Regions from separate parts of the Zea mays genome. Here all the other regions are linked to region 1. The links are chromatin contacts, called in public Hi-C maps. All regions are on one chromosome and are shown on one strand. The core of a region is the stretch at or near the end of the contact, and the rest is flanking DNA. Distances in the headings are between cores, read along the strand shown.

Region 1 (3,416 bases), core at 462-2,961:
TATAGCTCTATCTCTCTTGACGTCTAGGACTGTTATTTCGTTTCCTATAAAGCTTACATGAAAGGTGTTGTTATTTGTTACAATAAAACACAGCAAAAGAGACTCCTAAAAAATGTCATCAGACCCAGTTTATATGCAGAACAAAAAAAAAGGTTCAAGAGACTTGGGATTGGGGTACCCCGCTAACTAGGTAGAAACAGGGGCGAAGCTAAGCTATGCTTAGGGTCACCCCCCAAAAAATGCAAAGTCTATAGATTTAGTTAAACAAAATACCATATATGCACCCCTAAAACAAATCTTTATGCACCCATAAAGGCAAGTGTGCCCTTCTCAAATATGCTCTAGCTTCGCCATTGGGTAGAAAGGTAGTTATGTGCATTACATTTCTTCACATGTATTTTGAAGACACGAATAGAGTTTTAAAAAAAAACTAGAGAAATATAAAAATCAAGTTACAAAGTATTTCCAGGGATCAATAACATATCCATGAATTGAACTATGAGATAAGGCATAGGTCACAGTCCACAAGACAAAATGTATCATGATAAATTGTTTTTTAGCTGAATAAGATTCGGATAAAGAGCTAGCCCCATGCTTGTACCACCCATGTGAATTCTCAAATATCGTGCACATAATGCAAAATACTCCATCCGTTCAAAATTATACGACGGTTTGGCTTTTCTAGACAAATTGATTTTACTATATATTTACACATAGCATATATCTAGGTGCATAGTAAAAATAATGCATCTCGAAAAGACATGGTTATATCAGAAGATCAATGCATACACAAATGGCACATCACAGAACCTATTTCACAGGATATACACCCTCAACCCTTGTCAACAACAACCCGACATGCCTACAAATTAAGAAGCACTTAATGACCTCGAGAAAACGTTTATTCAATCGCTAAGCTTAGCATAAACTGAAGAGAGGTATTCCCGTTTCAATTGACCACACCCTGGAGAGTAATCGTGGTTAGATTGGAGACAGCCCCCAAATTAAGCACTAAGTTTAATAAGACAGCCAACTGAAAAAAATTAAAAAGACACAGGGGTCTGAGCCATCTGCAAGTCAAAAAGTGTCGCCACCCGGTAAACAGAAGCGCTAAATAACATCACAAGGTTATGCACGCAGGAGCCACAAAGCAAACGAGATCGATCGGGAAGCTCACCTGAAACACCAACCCTGCAAGGAGCAATTGCCACTTCTCGAACAGAAGCTGCAGCTCCGCTGTCGTCTCCGCGCACACCCTCCTCCACAGCTGTGCAGAGGCATACACTGATCAGAAAAACTCCGCGAGCGATACCCAGCAAGCATCCGGGGACGAGCGCAGCGAATCGAGACCTTGGTAGACTCCCGGGCGACGTACATCGTCGTGGCCGCAGCTCCCAGTCCCGGCCCTAGTCCTCCAGCAGCCTCCACTACTTCCCGGCTGGGTCACACCCATGACCCGATCCGCACATCACTGCGGGGATCGCGGCAACCCGCGCCGGAATTCCCCGCCTCGTAACCGCCGCCGCAGCGGACGGGTGGACTGGACTACGACCCTCCCGAGGCAGCTCTGCTCTCGGACCTCGCCGAGGGAGAGGGGAGGGGACGGGACGGGCGCAAATGCGGTCTGGAGAGAAGAGACGACTGGGGAACGGGTGGTCGCAGGCCGCCGCTGGGGGAGTCACAACTCTCTCGGCGACGGCGGCGACGGTTTGAATCGGAGAGTGAGGGTGGGTTCGGGTTCGGCCGTTCGGGAGAAAAGGAGCCGGGGGTGTGGGCGTTTTCGTAAAAAAGCAGTGGGCTCGCTCCTAGTCAGCCGGCCAGTTCGATAGGGGCGGTTGCTCTCGCGTTGATTCCGAGGGTAGGGGAGGAGCAGGACTGCAGCCTGCAGGAGCCGGTGGACTGGGCGATCTGCCGGGCTGTGGCCTGGCCTCCATGTGCGCCCATCACTGCCCTTTTTATGCATCTGGCATGCCGCGTCGCGTTGGCTGATCCATGATCCCTCCCCTTTTTGTTCGGCAGATCGTGTTCTTCATCCAGTCTCCATCATGACTGATGAGAGCAACAAAATTGCAATTGGTGTCTGTGCTTTGCTAATTAATTCGGTATAGGTTGGGCCAGAGATTCGGGGAAAGGTAGATGTACGGTGCCCAGCGTCGACAGCGTACATGTTGGGGACCCGCGGCCTTACAGAACACTAGATGTTGACATGTACAGCTCGGAAAGAAAAAGAAAAAAAAAGATGTGACCATGTAGACATGTTGCTTTTCTCCCGAGCTAAAAACGAATTTCAGATGTTCAGACCGAGCTTTGATCAACGCGCACCATTTGGTCCATTGCATTCGTCTAGTCTCTGATCATTCCACTCATCCAGAGAAACAGTCATTCACCAGAATTTTGTGTTCCTTACCTGTTTGTTTAGTTTACATTAGTATACACGAGAGATTTTTGTTGCTCGTGTTGATTATATTCTTATTCTTATTAAAAGCTATGCCTTATGAATCTAAATTAAATAGAGTAGTTTTTATGTCGTATTTTGAGAGTTTTAGCATACGAGCAGATGTGCTTTTACTTCTTTAGTGCTAACTTCATTTTTCCAAAGGATTTATATTTTTCTAAGAGAAAATAAACTAACTTTCTTGGAAAAATGAAAATCTCAAACTAACCTTGTATATATATTTCGACACTCGAATACTATATTGTCTTTGCTTGGTGGTAGGTGACTTCTACGGTGTGGGACAAACTCCCGTTACACATGATGGTGTTTAGTCAATCTTCATCCATCCAATGATCCAATGCACTAATCAAAGTGTACGGCCGCACGGTACCACGGAAAGCCCGCAGAAATGTTGTCAGTTCGGACTTTGCAAGGCGAAATGTGATTTCTTCTCCTCTACGTCTCTAGTTCGAGCTGAAAACTATAGATATATACGGAGTAAACAATATCCTTCTACAAGTGAATATAAGCTTTGAAAAAGCTCATTAACGTCACCTAGAAAGCCTTTGTCCAGGGCCAGTTTGCAGGCACACGTTTTATCCGCGGAACGCAGCCGTCCACTACGCTGTGGTGATGCACAAGGCCATTCTTGCTCGGAGAAAAAAAAAACCGTGAATCCGTCGACACGACTGTTCAAAAGTCAAAACACGGAACATTCATCGGAAGTTGGTGTTGACCAGGCAATTATGCTTCCGAGGAAGAAAACCGAGGCACATGCGAGGGTGTGACGAGCCACATGCGAGGGTGTGTGTGACGACGCGATGATGATGCTACGCTCCTGTAGCCCGCGCCCGCCCCCGGGCCCCGGCCATGCCCAACAACTCGCCGGCGCATCTACTCACGTAGTAGTAGGAGTAGGAGTGTTTAATACGGGCGTGACGCGCCCATGTGTGCCGGCACTGATTTGGCGGTGCATGGCTCG
Region 2 (3,416 bases), core at 666-3,165, 210 kb after region 1:
ATCACTTGAGATGTTAATATAAAATCGGTTTCCTCAGAGAAAACCTTTAAGAAATTCACGTCATGCTAGAACTATATATTCTGGCTTTTGGAAAAGGAGAGAGCATATGCTCCCTTCTATATGAAGAACTAAGGTTACGTATCATAGGCCAAGTGAGCCAACATAGGTATCTACGAACTATCAGCTGCGAGTATTAATATGGAATTTGAAAAGGATTCTCTAGTACAAAAATGTGAGATGGACAGCATATGCACAGGCACAGTACAGCAACAAACTTGGTAGCTTTTAACAGTAATAGGATCCTCCTGTTTACCTTGTTCTCCAAGGAGAGGCCACCAGGTTCTCTTAGTAATAAAATGAGCCTGTGAGCCCCACAAAATAAAAAAAAATGCAGAGTTAACGATCAGAAGCTTGAACAGATAGTTACGGTATCTGTTTCAATATTAAAATAATGATATACCTTGCCACCAGTCGCCATGAGAATCTGCGACTGGATCTTTCTTGTCCCCTTTGTACTGAAAACACACACACACGTTAAATTCAAAACCTTGCAGGAGTGTAGAGTAAATTCATGATGATCTAAAAAACTTTGAACTACAAATTACAAGAGTTCTATTTCTAGGTTCAGTAATTCTTACGTCAGTGGAGGATTCTGTCGCTTTCTTGGTTGTAGAGCTGCCGTAGAAATAATCTCGACCACCATAATGCACAGATGACCCAAAACATGACGTATCATAAGGTGGTGAATGTTTACCGTCCTTTGCGTACGCGGTATGACTTTTGGAAGGAGCCCATTGCGGTTTACCATCTGGACATCAAATTAATCTTTGTTCAGTTGAGATCAAAATATTAAATCAGTGTTCAGTTAATTTTCAGCTGTATCATACCCTCAATGCTTCTAAACTAACCAAGTAAAATGATCACCCCAGATAATAAACAATCCAAAGTCATGGAGACTAAGAGTTGGAGGTCAAAAGTATTTATGAGTCGACAAAACAATACCCACGCTGTATCTATCATCTAAACAAATGGCAACTATATCCTACATGATTCCCAAGATTCATCTGGGAGTGTAATTTAAAACAAAAACTCTGGGAATGTAATTATTCTCTTGATACAAAGGCTCTTCGGTTTTATTAGCACAACAGTTCCTCCTAATAGCATATAGGATAACACAGTAATAAGACGGAACAGGGTAATTCCACAACTACCTGTCGCGCCAGCTTGTGCGCTCCCGCTCTGCCCTTTGTAAATAATGCTGTACAACTCCTGATCTTTCCCATTTGCCTTGAAAACGAAAGGGAAAAAAGAAGAAAGATTTTCACTAATATATACCAACAACAAAGAAATGTTTTGAAATAAACCTTTTTAGGGATTTCATATCACCATCACTCTAAAATAATCCTCTATAATCGTGTTTAGAAACGCTACTCTACGATAATAGCACATACTTATGAAAAAGGAGCGTATCCACATTCGAAACACACCAAACTTAACAAAAATGGAAAAGGGAAAACTATGGTATACAACTAGGAACGCGCCTGTACGCGAAGAAACCCATCTGCATCATCGTAAACAATAAAGTCAAAGAAAAAAATTCCACGTCGAGCTCGAGCCTCACAACGAGACATAGCATCGAACATGAGAGGGGCGTCAAGAAACGTACCGCGGGCGCCGGCGGGTAGAACAAGCTGCTCAACGGGGACTCGGCTTCAGTGGCGGTGGCGGCGACGGCCCCGGCGCCGCGTGGAGAGGACTTCTTGGGTTCCATGGCGTGGGGCTGGTGCTGAGCAGAGGACTTCTTCGGCTCCATTTGGGGTCAGAAAGGGGACCTGCGATGGATCAGGGCACGTGAAGCGGTTGCAGGCGGCGGCGGAGGAACGGGGACTCTAGGGAACACTCGACTGCTCGCCTCGTGGCGCTCTGTGCTCCGGCCTCCATGCGTGACCCCGCATTTAAAGGCCCGGGCTGGGGACTTCGGTATGCGGTTTCGTTGATCTAGAAGGACTTGTATGGAAAAACGTAGATGTGCTTGCCCATTACTGTGTGCCCATAGGAAAACCTTTATTTAATGCATAGGCAGCCAGCCATATGTGTGTCTCCTGCATGTATGAAGGTATATATCCTATCTTCCAACAACTATTGGAGTAGTTGGGGCAGTAAACCTAGTGATGCTGCCTCAAGTTTCATAGTACGTGGCAGGGAAGCAAGAATTAACTTTTAAGTGTTCGAATATATGCAAGATTGCATGGAGAGGCTTAAACAAATAAAGGCAAAATTACTTTAGGGGCAATCATATGGTGGCAATTAGTTGATGCACGTATGTAATAAAGTACTCTGATTTAAATTATAAGAGATTTTGTCTTTCATGGACACATTGTATTTATTACGTATTTATACATAGTATATATCTAAAAACACGACAAAGACTGAATCTAGAAACAACAAAACATCTTATAATTTGAAATAGAGGGATGATTCTTTTTAACATTGTATGTCTTGTTCTTGAAGTAAGAATAGTGTGTGATGCAAGGTGGCGTAAAGGCAGGGACATAAAGAGGCAGTGTCGCAGAGATATGGCATCAATCAAGATATGCATGAATGCAGTAAAGTATTATCAATATTATATCTTGTTAGTAAGACGATGCATAGTCACAAGGGTCGAAGTGGACAGTTACACTTCAGTGATGAGCAGGTACGACAAATGTGGACAAACAACCATACATGGTGGCACGCCGATTAGGCAGGTGGTGTAGCAACAAAAGTAAACTATAGAGATAATGTGGTGGCACGTTGACCAAGCATAGAAACAAAAATGGTTGGTCGATGGTAGATATAGACATGAAGGGGAAGGTTAGTGCCACGACAACCATTTGGTGGTAGAGGAAAACAAGGACAAAGGATAGATGTGTCACGTCAACCACGATCAAAGAGCTTGACTATGTACGATGGTTGGATGGCAGGGTGGCAAGGTGTCATGCTAGGATGCATGATATTGATGTGTGTCCACTGGTGGGATGTTGTTCTTATTGAAGCACACACCCATTGGATATTGTCAGGTTCACAATACAATATGGGCATAAAATGGATACAAAGAGAGGAATAGCAATGGCACAATAGAGGCAAACTACATCCTTATGGGCATTGTAAGCCAAAGTGAGAAAAAAGGGGAAAACAAATTTTGCTAGTGAATTGATACAATAGAGTTAAACATATGTTAAAAAACTAGGGCACATCTTAAGGTGGAAGAGACTAGAGGCATAAGCAATAAAGGAAAAAAGGAAGCAACATGTCAACCTTGAGTGTAAAGAGGTTCATCAATAATAAGAGTTGAAAATGGGGGTGGTAGCATATCCATTGCATGCAAGGCAGGTAACTGGTAAGCATAGGTGGGCAGAAGGAAGGCAAGATTTGAT
Region 3 (3,416 bases), core at 615-3,114, 140 kb after region 1:
GATGAACAATGAGACATATATCTTGAAGAATCGTGAGACAATAAATGTCATATTCTATGCCCTGAAGGCGTGAGCTTGATGATCAATATGTGAACCTTTATGGAACTTTCTATCAAATATATAGATCCCGTCGATCGAACACCATCGGTCAAAGTGGCTTATTTATATTGATACGTGCACTTACCTCGTATATCCTAAAAGTGAGTAGAGGTAAAGTTCCTAAAATAGTCCTTGCAAGGATATGCAATCTGATTGCTAAATCTTTAATGCATATACTTCCAGAAGAAGATGTTTTGCCTTATTGATACGATTTTGCAAGGATCAGGGGAGCACATTTCTAAAAGTTAGCCCTTGTAGAAGATTCGATAGAATCTAGATCCGAGAGGATCGAAATCTGTCCCGATGACAGTTGTTGTACTCTTTTTCCCTTGGTGAGTTTTCTTGAAGTTTCTCACATGAGGTTTTTAACGAGGCAACAAAGTGCAAATGCAATTTGTATCACCATGCACTCTTTCTCCATATTTTTTCCCACTGAGTTTTTCGGAGTTTTAACGAGGCATGTGTTGGTCATGGTATTCGTCCAAGGGGGAGTGTTAAGTAACCCTAGTTAGGGTTATGTGGACAAATACCTGCTTTGCCTCTGAGGGGCCTCACATCTCTATATAAGGAATTTGTACACCACCTCATAAGATAGAGAGATCAGAAAGAGGCCAGAGGCCCAACCCTATATCATGTGTCTTTTGTGTTCCTCTGTCGTGCTTATGGGAAGGGAGACGGGTCTTCCATAACTTCTCGCGCCTCTACTGCTGACGGGAGGGAAGGGAGCGAATCCGGTGATCCGTGGTAACGTAGTTCTCAACACTTACAAACATGCCGAAGCGGCTCTTGGGCCATTAAGGCCTATGGGCCGGGCCCAATCGAAGTGCACGTGGCCGTGGACGCGACGCGAACCCAGTAACCCACCCTTCGTCCTTGATTTGCCTGTGCGCGGCGCGGCAGCCGGCAGGACAACTGGACAAGCCAGTCCGCCAGTAGGCGTTCGATCGCGCGCCACTCGTCGTGACTAGTTCTGCAAGTTTGGGTCGTGCTTACTGGGCCAGCACGAGCCCGACACGAAATATAAGGCACGTAGCCCGGCCCAGCACGAATTAGAAAAAAACGGGCTAGCACGGCACGTTAGACGGACCGGGCCGTGCTTCGGCTTGTGGCCCTACGGCCCAAGTAGCCCGGCACGCCTTCGTGGGCTGTGCTCGGGCCAGCCCGGCACGATTTTTATTGGCCAGCCCGGCACTGCGCTCTATCCCTCCTGCGCTCGATTATGCTCTGTCCCAGCAGCGGCGTGCTACAGGGAGGATGCAAAAGGCCGATTTCCACGCGCGGCCCAAACTTTTCTGTCTCTAAAACAGGATCTTTTCTGTCTCAGCGCATTTGAATTTCCACGCGCGGGGGCCGGGGGCATGCAAAAGCCTGCGGCGTGGCGTCCTTGCGTGCATGTGGTTGGCTGTGGCCACTGGCCAGACAGGCAGAGGCGCGCACAGCTCAAAAGCGAGCGAAAGCAGTAGAGAAAAAGGAGGGGAAGGCCAAAGACGCAGCAGCCCGACGGCGACCGAGATGCAGAGGCCGATACGTGCCGTGCCTGGGCCAGCACGGCCCGACGGAAGCCCGTCGTGTTTTAGGGCCGTGCTGGGCCTTATTTTTACTCACTAGGCCCGGTAAGGCACGACCCAATTTTATTTCGTGCTTGCTAGGCCCGACTAACTGAGGCTCGAAGCACGACGGGCTCGTGCCGGGCCGGCACGGCACGGCCCAAGTTGCAGCACTAGTCGTGACACGGTGACAGCGCCGCGCGTCTCTCGTCTCGCTCATCACAAGGGCAAGTGGCGAGCAGCGGCCGGGCGCACGCAACCCATGAAACCACAAGCTTGTCACGGGAGATCGATGCCAAAGCAAACCGGAGTGAAAGCGAACGGAAATCTAGCGGACGACGAGACCGCGATTAGGAGGAATTGGACCGTCCGCAACGGCGACCCGCTCGTGCACCTCCATATCCGGCAGCCGGCACCACGGCCACGGCCGCGAGGAGGCGAAGAACGTCGTCTGGTCCCGCACCGGATCGCTAAGCTGTCATGGGCGTCCGATCCCGAGGTGTTCTACATGCTCAACGCCGTGGCCCGGCAGAAAGAGGTGCGCTTCTTATCGGCGCCACCGGTTCACCATGCCTTGTTCATCATCGGCGGTGCTGTTCTGTTGCTGTTCGATGCAAGGCAAGCTGCGTCTAGATGGTAATACTGATGCCGCGTTTGTGCTGCACGCACCATGCTGGACGCACCATGCTGGACGCATACAGCTGTGCGTGGCGATCAACGTGTGCTGGGGTGACCAGAGGGAGAAGGTGTGCGACGCGACGGAGGACGGGAGGAGCTCCATCTCGAGTCGCTCGTCATGGCTAGCCGTGGCCTCGGCCAGATCCAAAGGTAAGGTACGCCCGCTGTAGCAACAGCATTAGCAGTTCTCCCTGAAACAAAACAACCATTCAAGGCTCGCGACATGCTCGACGTTCTGAGAATCACCACACGCAAAGCGTCGCTCATGATCCATCATCGGACACGAAACGCAGTCCAGTCATATACGGCTCGAACTTCCAGTGTGCCGACGAAATGATACAGCATGCGTATCACCTGCATATATCTAGCTTTTCCTTATTGTTTTTACTCTGCTGGACGAATTTATGTGCTGTCTGATGCATCATGCCCTGTGACTGTCGTCAAGTCAAAAGTAGTGGCTGGCCTCTAATTTCCAGAAATATGAATCTGCAATTAACCTAGGCAAACCCAAACAACCCAAACAATAAATCCGATCTATTGTTGCACCTTACTTTCAGTTTCAGCTGTTAGCACCTTACTTTCTCTAGTTGCAACTGGACTCTTTTTTTTTAGTGTGAAGTGAAAGGCTGGCAGATAAACTGCCCAGCTTGTATCACTACACTACAGGAGAATGTCACTGGACAGCATGACTAAACCATTAACAAAGGATGATTCTGCTTCTGGTCTAAGTTTTCTTCCCCTCTTTTCTGCCTACAGATCTGCAAGCTCATGAAGTACTGCTACTGATAGCTGGTTTCCTTCTTAGTTATGGGGAGTGCTATATGCGATTAGATAGGAACAGATATCAGAACACTAATAGCGTGTTTGGTTTGCAAGATGACCGGTCTGAAATAATCCGATTCAAACACCGAAGCTGCTGGAACTGTTTGGTTAACGTAGTGGAGCCAACTCGTCCGTCACAAACACGTTCAGCAACATACCAAATCTGCAGGTTGGGTCGGTTCCTCCAATTTCGCCAGACAAGTATGACGAGTGTATGCTGAACGTACTCAACCCTACAACCAAACACGTTGTAAAAGATGCACATATTTG

What was found. A called contact is a pair of places that touch in the nucleus more often than the background predicts.
Region 2: a Hi-C map of tassel shows a contact between it and region 1, with 1.8 times the contacts expected there. The contact joins the promoter of LOC100273482 here to the promoter of LOC100382910 in region 1. A contact is called at or near these places in 4 of 25 Hi-C or Micro-C datasets (ear, leaf and tassel).
Region 3: a contact with region 1 is called in a Hi-C map of leaf, with 4 times the contacts expected there. The contact joins the promoter of LOC100279064 here to the promoter of LOC100382910 in region 1. A contact is called at or near these places in 3 of 25 Hi-C or Micro-C datasets (ear, leaf and tassel).

What each region holds. Positions count from the first base shown.
Region 1 is chr3:184,274,689-184,278,104 of Zm-B73-REFERENCE-NAM-5.0, forward strand. LOC100382910 (Phosphatidylinositol:ceramide inositolphosphotransferase 1) reads right to left here and starts at 1,712. Exons shown (of 12, transcript NM_001175598.1): 1 at 1,351-1,712; 2 at 1,178-1,267. The coding sequence starts at 1,377. It also overlaps the pseudogene LOC109945161.
Region 2 is chr3:184,487,556-184,490,971 of Zm-B73-REFERENCE-NAM-5.0, forward strand. LOC100273482 reads right to left here and starts at 1,916. Exons shown (of 6, transcript NM_001320079.1): 1 at 1,667-1,916; 2 at 1,209-1,287; 3 at 639-808; 4 at 461-515; 5 at 314-362. The coding sequence starts at 1,813. The coding sequence ends at 346.
Region 3 is chr3:184,417,823-184,421,238 of Zm-B73-REFERENCE-NAM-5.0, forward strand. It overlaps LOC100279064, which reads left to right and starts at 1,865. Exons shown (of 3, transcript NM_001350275.1): 1 at 1,865-2,184; 2 at 2,348-2,474; 3 at 3,081-3,416. The coding sequence starts at 1,909. The coding sequence ends at 3,367.